Linked DNA regions of Mus musculus: regions 2 and 3 are each linked to region 1. A link is a contact called in public promoter capture Hi-C data. All regions are on one chromosome and are shown on one strand. Each heading gives the region's core, a stretch centred on a gene start, on an enhancer-like site or on the middle of the called end of the contact. The rest is flanking DNA. Distances are from core to core; before and after follow the strand shown.

Evidence for each region. Promoter capture Hi-C pulls out the DNA fragments that hold promoters and counts their contacts.
Region 2: a contact with region 1 is called in a promoter capture Hi-C map of the HPC-7 cell line, with 3 times the contacts expected there. The contact joins the promoter of Susd1 here to the promoter of Ugcg in region 1. A contact is called at or near these places in 5 of 39 promoter capture datasets (the C10 cell line, the HPC-7 cell line, cranial neural crest and 2 more), 3 of 484 Hi-C or Micro-C datasets (cortical neurons and embryonic stem cells), 3 of 115 datasets of contacts at active chromatin or transcription factors (the HPC-7 cell line, double positive thymocytes and embryonic stem cells) and 2 of 9 other capture datasets (adipose tissue and liver).
Region 3: a promoter capture Hi-C map of the C10 cell line shows a contact between it and region 1. The contact joins the enhancer-like site here to the promoter of Ugcg in region 1. A contact is called at or near these places in 4 of 39 promoter capture datasets (the C10 cell line, the HPC-7 cell line, liver and 1 more), 1 of 484 Hi-C or Micro-C datasets (embryonic stem cells), 2 of 115 datasets of contacts at active chromatin or transcription factors (the HPC-7 cell line and memory CD8 T cells) and 2 of 9 other capture datasets (adipose tissue and liver).

The regions. Positions count from the first base shown.
Region 1 is chr4:59,187,100-59,191,666 of GRCm38.p6, reverse strand. It overlaps Ugcg (UDP-glucose ceramide glucosyltransferase), which reads right to left and starts at 2,117. Exons shown (of 9, transcript NM_011673.3): 1 at 1,926-2,117. The coding sequence starts at 2,023.
Region 2 is chr4:59,436,495-59,441,061 of GRCm38.p6, reverse strand. Susd1 (sushi domain containing 1) reads left to right here and starts at 2,429. Exons shown (of 17, transcript NM_001163288.2): 1 at 2,429-2,856. The coding sequence starts at 2,739.
Region 3 is chr4:59,371,128-59,375,694 of GRCm38.p6, reverse strand. All of the region lies in intron 8 of Susd1 (sushi domain containing 1), which reads left to right. Among named protein-coding and RNA genes, the nearest start is that of Susd1, 65 kb to the left of the region's middle. Within about 2 kb of position 2,759, at least 35 of the 459 cell types and tissues checked have an H3K27ac peak or open chromatin away from gene starts, as enhancers often do.

The DNA of each region.
Region 1 (4,567 bases), core at 868-3,367:
CAGGCGGATTTCTGAGTTCGAGGCCAGCCTGGTCTACAAAGTGAGTTCCAGGACAGCCAGGGCTATACAGAGAAAACCTGTCTCGAGGGAAAAAAAAAAAAAGAATTCATCACAGGAACTAGCAATATATCTTAGGGATGAAGCACTTGCCCAAAATACAGAAGGCCCTGGGTTTGGTTCCCAGCACAGGAAAAAGCTAAGAAATACAAATATAACTGTTTCTTTTTAAGTGTTGCTTAAATCAACTGAATTGCCTACCAAAAACAATAAATGAATATTAAAAGCTCAGAAGCCAAAATGCCATGCATCTTCCTACACTAATGGAGAGAGCTCACACATTTGTTGATAGGAGAAAAACAATAGTCAGGTTGCTTTGCAGGCAGCTCCCGACAAGCAACAGCCTTGGGGTGTTTGGTTCTTCATGCTTAACTTCTAGCACCTAGAACAGTGCCCTGTACTGCTTATCAAACACCATTTAGTCAGTAGGGGAGATTTTAAAGCAGGCCATGGAACAACAGTCATGACATGGTACAATCTCCTCTCTCCTCTTCTGCCTGATATATATATACCTAATTGGGAAGGTAGGCAAAAATGGTTAACAAGGTAACGTTTTAGTATGTTATAACTATCTTCTTTATTCCTTTCTGTACTGTCTAAATTCCTGATAAAATAACTATTGCTTTTTAAAGAGCCCATGTAGTTAAAATGAATACTGCTTACATTTCTAAATTCCAAACGGGGTATGTTTTCTTTCACTTTCAAAAAAAACCCCACAAAACCCTGTCTGCTTATCTTATACAGGTGTTGTCTTTCTCGGCGTCAGGAAATGGCACACCAATCGGAGAAAAGCACATGTTTTCTATAGTGGAAAAAAAAAGTAACTGCCTAACGTCCTTCCCTGTTTTTCATTAACATACAGCCTATTCTAGCCTATCCCTATCTGGTAGTTTAAAATAAATAAATAAATAAATAAAAATAAATTTCCTCCCTCCTCTTTCAGGCTAAAATGCCAAGTGAGTTCATCTCTACACATTTAAACAGGCTTCATTTTAAAGACATTTCATTGATGGATCAAAACTCAGCCACCTATGTCATGTCTCTCTCCGCCCCTTCACTCTGTTCTGTTTTAGTCATGAGCTTTATAGGGAATAACCTTATTTAGATTTTTATCATGTTTCATCCTTCTAGAATGTAAGCTTCATGAGGGCAGGAGTTTTGTCCTGCTTTCTCACCTATGTCCCCAGCCCAACTCCAGGTGGTATCTAGTAGGCCTTAGGAGGTACCTGCCAAATGAAGAGATGTGTGTGGAAAACAGATTAAGGATGTAACTCCAAACAAGCCAATACATAAAGACTTGGAAAAAAGATAAATAAAGACATGATACTGAAATGCCACGCTGACAGGACTCGATGCTTTATAACACTGGCTCGGAGACGGACCTTCTTCAAGGCGGGCAGGTGCTACACACCTAGCTAAACACATAGCTCTTCTAGGAAGGAGGTAATCCACTGGGAAGCCTGGGGTGGTGGTGATCAGCTCCCGGAAGAGTGTAAAGGACCATCTCCATAATAGAGACGTGGCCGGCGCGGAGGGAGCGGAAAACCTCACAATACACCATACATCCTCGCCCAGATGGGAAGAAAAATCACACGAATCTCCTACACAATCAAACCAAGTAGACAACCCTCCACCAGACAGAGAAGCAGGCTCCTCTCCTAGAGCTCGGTAGTCGCCTGCAACCCAGGAGTCGGGTCGCGACTCCAGCGCGATTCCCTTTCCAGGACCCCGCGTCGCACCGCCCCAAGGAGACCGATTTAGGGGGCCGTTTGGGGATCAGCTTTCTCTATCCCCGCAAAACGCTACCCTCCACCGCACACACGCCTGCCAGTCCAGCTCGTCCCCGAGGCCCCGACCCTCCAACTCACGTGTAGATGATGGACATGAAATGCATCAGCCACAGCACCACGAAGAGCACGAAGCCGAACAAGGCCATTCCCTCCTGGGCCAGGTCCAGCAGCGCCATCCCCCGGCCCGCTGGCCCGGCCCGGCCCGCTCCGGCCGCCGCGGACAGCGCTGCCGCGGGAGGAGGACGCGGGGGCCGCCGGGTGCGGGGCGCGGGCCGCGAGTGGAAGGTGGGAGAGGAAGGGCCGGCGGGGCGGCGGGCGTGAGGACGGAAGGGGCGGGCAGGGCCTGCGCGCCCCCGGCCACTCGGCGCGCGCTCGGCACCGCGCACCCCTTAGCGTGCGCGCGCTGGTGTGCTGCGAGCGCAGGCTGACCGCGCTGCGCGCTCTAGGCGGCCGTTGCCGCGCGCTCGGGCTCCCGTGGTCCAGACCCTTGGGCTGCCGCTGCCGCCGCCGCCGCCGCCGCCGCCGCCGCCGCCGTCGCCGTCGTCCCTTTCGCTCGCCGCGGCTCTGCGTTCTGGTCCGTGCTCTCTGCCGGCGTCCGAATCCCGGCACGATGCGGTCCGCCCTGCCCCGCCCTCTGGAGCCCGGTGCCCGTGCCCCCGCCCCCGGGGCGGCGCCCTCGCGCCTCGGTGCCGGCCCGCGCGCCCACGGGTGGAGCTGCCCCCGCGTGCTCGCCGCCCGGCAGCTACCAACCGCTGCCGCCGCCCGCGCCCGCGGTCCCCCCCCCCCCTGCACTGTCTCTAAGCAGCACGCGCCGCCTCTACACTTTATCTTGGCCAAATCCGGAGGAGCCAAGAGACTGTGTTATTTAAGGAATCCCCAAACTCAGAATTGGAAGAATCGCTTGATGCTGAATTCGCGCAAGATTGTGCGTTCTCTAGGGCAGCTGAGTGTAATTTGGCTAAGATGTAGCCAAGAGAGTTATGGAAATGTAGCTAGTTCGAGCAGTGCTAGGCTGTTAAGTGTTGCCAGTACACCGCTGACAAACCATCTCATTCATAAATCTTGTATTATTTGCTGGGATGATAGATTTTAGTCATACTGGGTTAAATTACGTTACTCCATTTTTAAAAAGCTGTTAAATGTTGCTATTACTAAAACGTTTAATTATGCATGTGCACGATACTGAAAATGGGGAAATGAAGGCTAGGCTGTGTGAGAAGCCTGTATGTAGCCCAGTTACTTCTGGGACTGAAGCAGGAGAATTACCTGAACTTGAACACACAGGTTCCAGGCCAGGCTGGGCAAATTCAATGAATCCCTGTGGTGGAAAAACAAGAGTATTCTAACTTTAAGTCGCAACTGGGAGAAGCTAGTAGTAAATGTTTCCATTTGTTTCTTCAGCCTGGATACATCTATATTGTTTACAATTGTTCTGTGTTTAAACTGTTTATTATTCAAGTTACTTTTAAAAAATAATCCAAAAATGACGGGCAGTGGTGACATACACCTTTAATCCCAGCACTTGGGAAGCAGAGACAGGCAGATTTCTGAGTTCGAGGCCAGCCTGGTCTACAGAGTTCCAGGACAGCCAGGGCTACACAGAGAAACTCTGTCTCGAAAAAAGAAAAAGGAAAAAAAAAAAATCCTTAAGGTTTGCAGTGTCCTTTGTTCTACTGGTGAAAAATCAGTGGGAAAGAACCATGCTTCGAAATTAATTTCCAGTTGTTGAGAGTTACTGGTTAATAGAGTTACAGCAGGATGGAATCCATACATAGAAATAATAGCACAGGGTTTTAAATGCCACGATTGTGATTAATCAATTCTAAGGCCCACTTTTAAAGCATTCTTAACACATTTTCAATAATCCATTATTTTCAAGAATCCAAAATGGAAATGCATCTCACACTCAGTGACATCTTACAAATAAAAATAATAGGCCAGGTTTCTTTTTCTTAAAATGTGTTTGCTAGTCATATACAAAACAATGCTGTGTGTTCTCAATACTTCCTTGAACTTGGTCAAGGATATGAATTTCTCAATTTGAGCATTTTGTAGCATTTTTCATTTTTTCCAAATCTTTCCTAGACCTTTACAGCAAAGGATTCCATGCAGTATGGTGGGTAACACAGAAAGGACAAAGAAAGTTGGTGTAACTGGGTATAAGTGAATAATGATCAACTTTGTTGCACTTCATCTGGTTAAATTTAGTCTGCTCAAACCTGGCTTTCCAACCAGAGCTCTAGGGGCTGGAAAGATGGCTGGCTCAGCTATTAGAGCACTTGTTAATCTTTCAAAAAGACCCTGGTAGGACGGACATGCAGTATCCATGGAGAACAGAAGAGGGCGTCTGATTCCCCCATCTGATTTCCCCAGAACTAGAGTTACAGATGGTTGTGAGTACCAAGTAGATCTTGCTTTGCACAGGTTTGGAAGATCAGCCAGTGCCCTTAACCGTTGAGCCATCCCTCCAGCACAAGGAAAATATCATCTTTAAAGAAATTTCTCATTCACCAATCTAAAAAGTCAACATACTTTATAATGTCAACATTGATACTCTGAGAATGGCAAAGTAAAAAACAAAAGATTCCAGCGATTGCCAATTGTTGTGTATGATCCACGTGGTCGATGACATACACTTGTCATGGATGGGAAAGTACACCAAGAGTGAATGTTAGTACTAAGTGTGACTTTGGGTGGTAACGATGTGCTGCTTCATTGAT
Region 2 (4,567 bases), core at 1,180-3,679, 250 kb before region 1:
TCACATGTAGAGGCCAGAGGAAACCTTCAGCCACTTTCCACATTATTGCTTTGAGAGAGTTTCTCTTAGTGAACATGAAACCTACTGTTTGGTTTAGGCTGTTTGTCCAGTGAGTGCCTCAAATTTGCCTCTTTCTGCCTCTCAGTGCTGGGTTAGCACCATGTATAGCGATGCCTGCCTCTTTTAATTGCTCCTGGAGATTCTACTTCATATTGCAGAGCAAGTGTTCCTACTCACTGAACTATCTCCCTAGCCCCACCCTGACTCCTCTTTTAAATATCTGAGACATTCAAATAGCCCAGGCTGGCCTTCAGCTTGTATTGTAGTTTGAACTCCTGATCCTCCTGCCTCTACCTCCAGAGTGCTGGGATCACAGCTTGCACAACCTCAATTTTATGCCCAGGGCTTCATGCATGGTAGATAAGCATGCTACACCCTCAACTCCTGGTTACTTTTGATCTTTATATTTAGTGGCCCTGGGTGAGCTGGCAACACAAAGAAGAGATGGTTGCTGGACACAGTGGAAGGCAGCAATGCCAAGAAGATGGTGCAGCAGCTAAAACATTCCAGAGCATGACAGCGCAGGATAGGGAGAAAGGCCATGGAGACAGAGTACTGTGAATAGCTGAAGAAAAAAAAAAAGTCTGTGTGTCTAAGCCACCAGAAGAGTTCCAAGGAGCTGTCAAAGTCTCTGGCCACTGGGCTGCAGGGCTGTAATGGCTCCTATAAGGAGCTGATGGTCCAAAAACCCAGAGCCCTTTCAGGAGTTGCAGTCCCAGTAGGAACTGCCTACTGCTCCCTCATACTGCTGTTGGAAGAAGAGGGTTGCAACAGTTGCAAAATGCTGGGGTTTGCTGGTGGTTAAAGTCCAGAGGAACAAGCCTCCAGCCTGAATGCCTAGTCATGTCTCTGGCTTGTAAAGCATGAAGCAATAGGCCCCTAGTTATCACCGTCCCTTAGTCCAGCCCACAGGCTCTCTAGACCTATGACCTAGAGGGCACCAAAGCCAGAAAAGCCTCTCTGCTTGTCTCAGAGTTTTTTGTTTGTTATTTTGAGACAGGCTCTCCCTACGTAGTTCTGGCTATCCTGGAACTTGTAGTGTAGATCAAGGTGCTTGGAACTCACATCCTTCTGCTTCTGCCTCCTGACTGCTGGGCTTAAAGGCATGCACTGCCATTGTGGTCTCAGGATTTCTTTCTATTCAGGTAAAGGACCCCAGACAGACAGACAGACAGACAGCTCTGATTGATAATATTGTCATCGGGGTTATTTAAGTTAACGTATACTCTTATAAAGCCACAAACAAACCTAGTCAGTAGGACATTCATAAAAGTACACTTTTGAATTGAATAATCCACGGAAAGTGGGTTAGATAGCATTTACTCCCATGCATGCTGAAAGAGACACCCAGTAATTTTCCTTCCCATGTCCAAGTCTTGGATAGTTGTTTTTTCATGCATCATGTTTTTTTTTAAAGTATATATACATATTTATTTTGCAGAAGGGCATGAGAAGTAGAGATAAAGGTTGTTTTAAAAATGTCTTGAACAGTGGATTTGTGCAATGACCTGTGAGGGTTCCTGGAGACTGGTTTTGCCCAAACACCTAGAGACATGTTCACACTTTCATGGTGCTCTACTACTTCCCAAAGCAGGCTTCTTTCTTTGTTGGACAGAAATAATCTTCAAGAAAACTTGTTACAAGAGACTAGGAAGTTTATTTTAACGGTTTCTTCCTAAGGCAGCCCAAGTTCAGCCCTTATATGGGTGTATTTGCCTGCCTTAGAGGTAGGGCTAGTTCACCGGTGAGAAAGCAAATGAGGGTACCTGCTGAAGTGGGGAGTGCCCCCTGCACTTGGGCGGGCCCCACAGACAAAACTGATCTTCCTTCCTCAGCCTCCCTCAACCCCAATTCCTAACTCACGTTAACCCTCTGCTCCCCAGTCTCCCACCACAGTCCACCCAAAGCATAGATCTAAGCGACATTCACAGTTTCTCCTTGATCTAATATTGTCCTTTCTCTAATATTGCACTAATCTTAAGACGTGGTGGACTCTGTCCCTGAACACTCCATTTCTGATTCTCTCCAAAATTCAGAGGATCACCTGCCCCTTCCCGGATCCCCTCACGCCCTGATGCTGACCCTACTCTCAGAGCAGAGTTCTTTAACTCTGCCATATATTTCTCTAACCTTTTGTCCCCACCTTAAAACGGTCCCTCGGTTTCTAGAATACACGGTTGTCCTGTCTTCCATGTCTTTCTCACCACGTGTCTCTCCCCGTTCGATTCCTAACGTGCCAAGGAGGGCGTCGTCCAGCAAGTAGCTGGAACTTTTGTTTTGTCACCTGTTCCAGCATGTGCACCCCGGGTGAACTGGCCCATGACTAGTTTCCTCTCCTTTCTTTCCCTCCGCGCGGGCGGCCACCACCTCCCAACTCTCTGACCCGTCCAGTCAGAGACCCTTTCCTGTGGCTACTGCACTTCTCTGGTCTCCACAAGTCACACTTGCACTGCGATGTTTCCCCCCTAGCACAGTCCGCTTTCTCCCCGTGGCTCAGCTCGCGCGCAGCCGGTGCACCAGGCGCACCTAGATCCGGGGACCTGGGACCCTGCTCCCCGCCGGGACCGGCGCAACCCGGCGCCGGAAGCCTCTGCGCCGCCCCTTCCTCGCGCCTCTGGCCTTATCTCCTTGCACAGGGGCCTCCGGGGAGTGGCGGGCGCCGGGAGGGAGCCAGCGGCATGGGCCGGGGTCCCCGGGGCACGCGCCGCTCTCCAGGATGCGGGTTGCAGCGGCTGCTGCGGCTCGTGCTGCTGCTCAGCCTAGCCCGCGGCGTCAGCGGAGAGCCTGGCACGGAAGGTGAGTGCAGGGTACTCGGCGCGCAGGACGCTTCGCGCTCCGGATCTGGAGGCGCAGAGTCGGGGCGTGGAAGGATCATGGAGGCGGAGCGGCGAGAAGCACGCCAGACTGCCCGCCCCGGGGACTGTGGGGTGTGTAGTGGAGGCGGCCCTGCTCCAACTCGCGTCTCCCGGAGTGGGTGGGGGTGGGGTGGGGACTGGACTCGGGTGGGGGTTTGGGGGACCGGTGCGCCGCGTGGAGGATGTGGGAGGGCGAGCCGCTGGTTCTACAGCTTCCAGTCTCCCTGGCTTTTGCAGGACAAATTCCTGACCTGTAGTGGCTCTCCCACCACCACCTGTCCCTTTCCTTATTTTTCACTTCCACGAAGAACTAAATGTTAAGAATGTAAAGAAGAATAAGGAAGTTTATAGGAAGAGTTTATCCTTTAGTTCATTCATCCATTCGTTTATTTAGTCTGTTTATCCATGCATTTGTGTATCCATCCATCCATCCATCCATCCATCCATCCATCCATCCATCCATCCATCCGTAGAAAGTCCTTTAATATCTTCCCTGGGTCAGATGTAACCGTGCAATGTTGGCGTTCTAGTGGTTCATAGTCCCAAGGAGAGAGGCAGGCAAATAGTCTGTGTTTTAGACAAATTGGGACCAGTGAGCGTGGTGGGATTTACCTGACACGGAGGATTCAAACAGGAAAATGAGGCGAAGTCTGCCCACATAATAGCAGAACGTGTCAAGTGCTCTGAGAAGGTGTACTGGTCAGAGGAGAGGACAACTGTGTTTTACTGGGCAGCCATTATGCATGAGACAAGCTGAGCGGTTCCTTGGATTTCGGAAAAGGGGAGGGGTGCCCCATTCCATAGTAAGAGGTCTTTAGAAATGTGTGTAAAAAGGAATCCAATGTGTGAGATAGGTAGAAAGATTGCCTGCCGTGAGTTCCAGGCCAGTCTGAGCTACATAGTGAGTTCCAGAGTAGTTTAATCTACAGTGTGAAACACTGTGATCAAACAAACAAAACGAAAAGCCCAACAGAGTAATGGATGGATTTCAGACTGGGGATAGCGTGGGAAAGCAGGACGCAGAATACAGAAGGGGCTAGAGATGAGAAAACAGACTGGATTTGGCAAGAGGGAGTCAGTCTCATCTTGACTGGCAGAGAGAGCATGGTGTTTGGGTTTAACTGTTCCTTCCTGGTGAGAAGCCACCAGGAGCCATTGTAGGACACTGAGGGAGTGATGGCAAACAGTACATACATACAAGGACACCCAGTCTCTCTCTGGCATCTCCTTAATAAAGCCAAGCACTGAGCTCCAGAGTGGTGGTGGTTCATGCTTAATCCTAGAATTTGGGACACGGAGGAGGGAGGCACCATGAGTTTGGGATTAGTCTGGACCATAGAGTGGGTTGTCTCAAAAACAAACATTTGCAAAACCAAACAGGCTCTAGAAGTGGAAAAGAAACGAGATGAGTGGGCTTAGTGGAGCAGATTCCTGCCCTCCCAAATTCTCTTATCCTGCTACTTTGTTGTTGTTTGGGTTTTTTCCTGAGACAAGGTTTCTCTGTGTAGCTCTGGCTTTCTTTGTAGACCAGGCTGACCTTGAACTCAGATATCTCCCTGCCTCTGCCTCCCCAGTGTAGGGATTATTGGTTGCCTAGTGAATTTTACCATTACTTTGGGTATTTGATGTCTCAGCTTTCTAGAATGGCTCCC
Region 3 (4,567 bases), core at 1,510-4,009, 180 kb before region 1:
TACTTATCTAGGACTTGCTTACAGTTCAGAGGTTTAGTCCATTATCATCATGGCCGCACACAGGCAGATATGGTGCTGGAGAGGATGCTGAGTTCTACATCCAGGTCTCCAGGAAGCAGCAGGTAGAGAGAGTGAGCCACTGAGCCTGGCTTGGACTTCTGAAACCTCAAAGCATTTGTTCCCTTCCCCCTCCTCCCTTCCCCCTCCTCCCTTCCCCCTCCTCCCTTCCCCCTCCTCTCTTCACCCTTCTTCCTTCACCCTCCTCCCTTCACCAGAGTCACAATTCCTTCAACAAGGCCACACCTCCAATAATACCACTCCCTAAGAGTCTCTGGGGACCATTTTCATTTAAACCACCACAATTCATGCATGCATAATTAAATTAGTATATGTAGTTACCCGTTTTCTTATGACACTTCATCCATAGTTTGTTTGGGGTTTGTTTATTTGTTACTCATCTCCTGTTTCTTCCTCTGATCTCCTTGCCCCGCCTCCAGCCTTAAAAGAAAGGTTTATTTGCTTTTATTTTGTACGTTGGATCCTCTGGAGTTGGAGTTACAGAAGGCTGTGCGGCTTCTGATGGAAATCCCTTAGAAGAGCGGCAAGGACTCTTAGCAGCTGGATTAATCTGTTCAGCCTTTTCTTTTTAATAATTACACTTTAATGTTAATTACTTCTGGTCTTATTCCGTTTTAACTTTGAGGACTTATTGGCACCTTGTGGAGGTCAGGCTGTCAGCAGATGCTCGGATGAGAGTGATCTCTGTCTCACCGCACGTTATTAGATCAAGAGAGACTTGAGTTGTGTAGCTGTCCATTTTTCTCCTTTTCTTCTGTCGAGGCTAATTGGTTTCTCCTGCATGATTTGATGCCAGGGTTTTCAATATTCCTGACACATGGATGGATTCTCTCACTAACAGCAAATGGCTTGCTCTGTCTGCCCCACGTCGTTTGCCTTACTTTACCTTCTTGGGTGCAGTACTGACTTCCTCAATTTCTTTGTGCTTTTGTGTTGGCGTAACACACTGTTAGCTATCCTCACAGGCTGACTGGATGAGGCTGCCGTCACAGCTCTGGAAGTCAGAACACATAGAAACTTCCTGGGGAAAGGCTGGTATTTGAGTGGATAAGCAAACAGGCTTCCATTACTGCTTCCTGGGTGGTAGATTCCTTTCCAGCATTTTCTTTTTTTTTTTTTTTTTAATGTCACATTCCTGTGTCTTTCTTTTTATTGGTTCCACAAGTTTCTGTTTTCAGTGAGTCAGACAATACAGATCTTGGTTTTCTTCTACAGTTGGCCGAATCTTTAAAAGAACCTATTTGGGTGTGTGCCTCTCTGATTACCAGCTCACTGTGTTGGCTTCTGAGGAAGGAAGGCCGAGCTGTCCGCCCATGTATTTCTTACTCTCCTTCCCTTGGGCTGTTGACCTGGTCGGCCTGGCGCTTTAGTTTTGTTTCCTGATGCTTGTAGCAATGTTTTCTGCAACCATTTAACCTGAGGTGTGTGGGTTTTCATCAGTGCAGTGTTAACTGCCAGTCTTTCTAAGCTCACTTCTCTGTTTCTCCTTACATTTCTGCTCCCTGTCTAGAAGACGGTTTCTATCTTTTCTCACTGTGGAAATGGGGTCCTTTCTGAGCCCACAATTATCTGAGAGTGTTTTTTGTTGCTTTCCCTGTGAATAAAGGTTTGAGTGGAGATTAAATCTTGAATGTAAGAATTCTGTAAACAGATCGAGTTGTCTTTGGGACTTAATGCCTTAATGGAAGGTAAGGGGGAGGAGGCACTGGACAGTCAACCTTGGGTCTCTCACAAGCTAAGCTTAGGCTCCAGCATCCAGCCACGACGCAAGCTCCCCTGCCCCATTTCTAATCCTATAAGGCAATCTGAGTTTCAGTGTGGATACCAAAAAAGCTCCCTTCAGCAGTAGAGCTATGCCTTTAGTCATCTGTTCATACACACGGTGTTGTCTGGTGACATCGTCAGTGTCTGACCTGGTTGCAGGTCAACAGTGAAGGGACCCTCTCATGAAGCTTCAGTGTGTGGGATGGAAACACTGTGCACTTGATCAGTCTTCCTAGGGCCCTGGGGGATTTTGATCTGTCCACACTTTAGGAATAATTTCCTTCATCAAATCTCCATCTCGGTTTGTTGCTTCTTCCACCCCACCCCCACTCTTTTCCTCCAATACACCTAGGTGGAACCAACTCCCTGCTCTTTCTCTCATGTCCTTTACCCTCTGCCTCCTGGGAATGTGTTCCATGCCTACTGTAAATGTGTGTGTGTGTGTGTGTGTGTGTGTCTATGTGTGTGTGTCTGTGTGTGTGTGTCTCTGTATGTGTGTGTCTGTGCGTGTGGAAGTGTGTGTATGCTCGAGTGCATGTCTACAATGTACTGTAAGTTCTGTTGTGCACTTTCCTCTCCTCTGTGTGTGGGGAATCTCATTTTGTGTATTTTTACCTGGTCTACAGAGTGAATTCCAGGACAGCCAGGGATACACAGAGAAACCCTGTCTCGAAAAACTAACAAACAAACAAAAAAAAAATTATTGAAAGTAACAAACTTTGAACTGCTTAATCTTATTATCATATTGCTTTTTTTAAAAAAAACACAGCAAACAAAACCCCTGGTCCCTGTACACACGCCTCCCTCTCCTTCCCTTAGTGTGAAAGGATTATTTCATAGGCTTCTAGCCGACTTAGCCTGGGAAACAGAGCTCTGAGCTAGACTGTCTAGACTGGTGCTTCCTCATAAGGTGGATGTCACACCCTCTGGCCTCACTCTTCATTGGAATATTCATGTGTTTACCTCTGACCTCTCAGGGAAGGACTCTCCAATGGTTGTGTGGGCCGGCCTTCTTTGAGAAGCAACGGTGGGGAAGCCCACCTCCCCTTAGTTTCTGAGAAGCTTGTTCTGTTGACTTGTGAAGCTGTTGGCCTTGGGCCAGCTCTGCTGTGCCTGGCTTCCTGGTGGCACCAGGCTACTGAAGCAGCAGAGTTGAGCTGTCCTGTCAACCCAGGGATTTGTTGCAGGGAGCTCTCTGGTCCTGAGCTCTCCACTTAGACTATCTTCCTTGTTGCTGATCTCCAGAGTGCTAAGGAATGACTATGGGCGCTAGCAATAGTAGCTAATACACCTTTTGTCTTGGCTGCCTCTCAGAATTGCCAAGTCACCGCCACCCAAAGTGTGCCCGATCTCAGGTGATCTCCAAAGCTCAGCAAGGCTGGGCCTGGCTAGTACTTAGATGGGTGGATGACCTTTGAAACACACCCCACAGATGTCCACACAGCATTTAGAGGTGCTGTCTGTGGGGTTCTGACGTGCAGTTAGATTTGGGGACTGACTGTGCCTCTGCAGAGATGATCATTACAGACTTGTCTTTTGATGTCTGGCTTCCTCCACAGCTCAAGTTCTCTAGTCCTCCCTTTGAATTTGGAGACAGTGTTCCCTTGCTTGGAAGGCAGGCTGGATAGCTGCTCTGAGCCTCCCCACAGCCTGGTCGCTTTTACAGTGTGCTAAGTAGATGTCCTCATGTGTCTGCCTTGTGTATGGCAACCAACCTTTCCTTCCAACCCAGATGCAAATTTTGACCCATTTCTAGTTATTCTCAGTCACTTCTGTCAGGAGTGGGTGCAGGAAGTAGAAGCCAGACGCCTTCGTTCCCAGCACTGTCTTCCTCTGTACTCAGTCTGTGATGGCTATACCACACAAAAATTGTCTCCAGTGGGAACTCGCAGACAGCAGCTCTGCTTGTCTTCTGTCTGGGTACGGTCATAGACATTATGTGCTGTTTCTTCTGTACATTTCATACATGGATATATTTGCCGTTCCTCAAAATCCTATGGCTGCCACTCCCCCCACCGCCCCCCATATCCTTGTGAAAACTTTAAACACTGTGAAGATAAAGGAGAAATGACAGGCCTTTGAATTCTTAGAGCCGTATTTTCACATTTTCCCGTTATACTCATGGATATTGTTTCTCAGCTAATTGCCTTGTGCTACATATGTTAGCGATATTGAAAATGCTTTGGGCAATCCTGATTTTTAGTGGAATAATTTTCCATTATCATGAATAGTTAGGTGACACAGATTTGTATGGGAGACTTACATATTAAACATGATTGTAAAACAGAGACTCCCTGACAGAGGTTTGAACTTTTGTTTGGGGCTTTGGATGTAGCTCAGAGGGGAGAGTGGTTGGGACTTGTAAACTTGTTGAGTTCCATCACCAACATCATAGAAAGAAAAACAAGGGCTGGAAAGATGGCTCAGCGATTAAGAGCACCGACTGCTCTTCAGAGGGTCCTGAGTTCAAATCCCAGCAACCACATGGTGGCTCACAACCATCCTGAATGAGATCTGACTTCCTCTTCTGGCATGTCTGAAGACAGCTATGATGTACTTACATTAAATAAATAAATAAATAAATAAATAAATCTTTTATAAAAAGAAAGAAAGGAAGAAAGAAAGACAGACAAACAAACCACCCTTTTTCATTGGTAGAAAAGATAAAAGTTTATTTGTTAGGACATTTGCTTTTCCTTAGAAATTGCTTTGTTACCCCAGACTG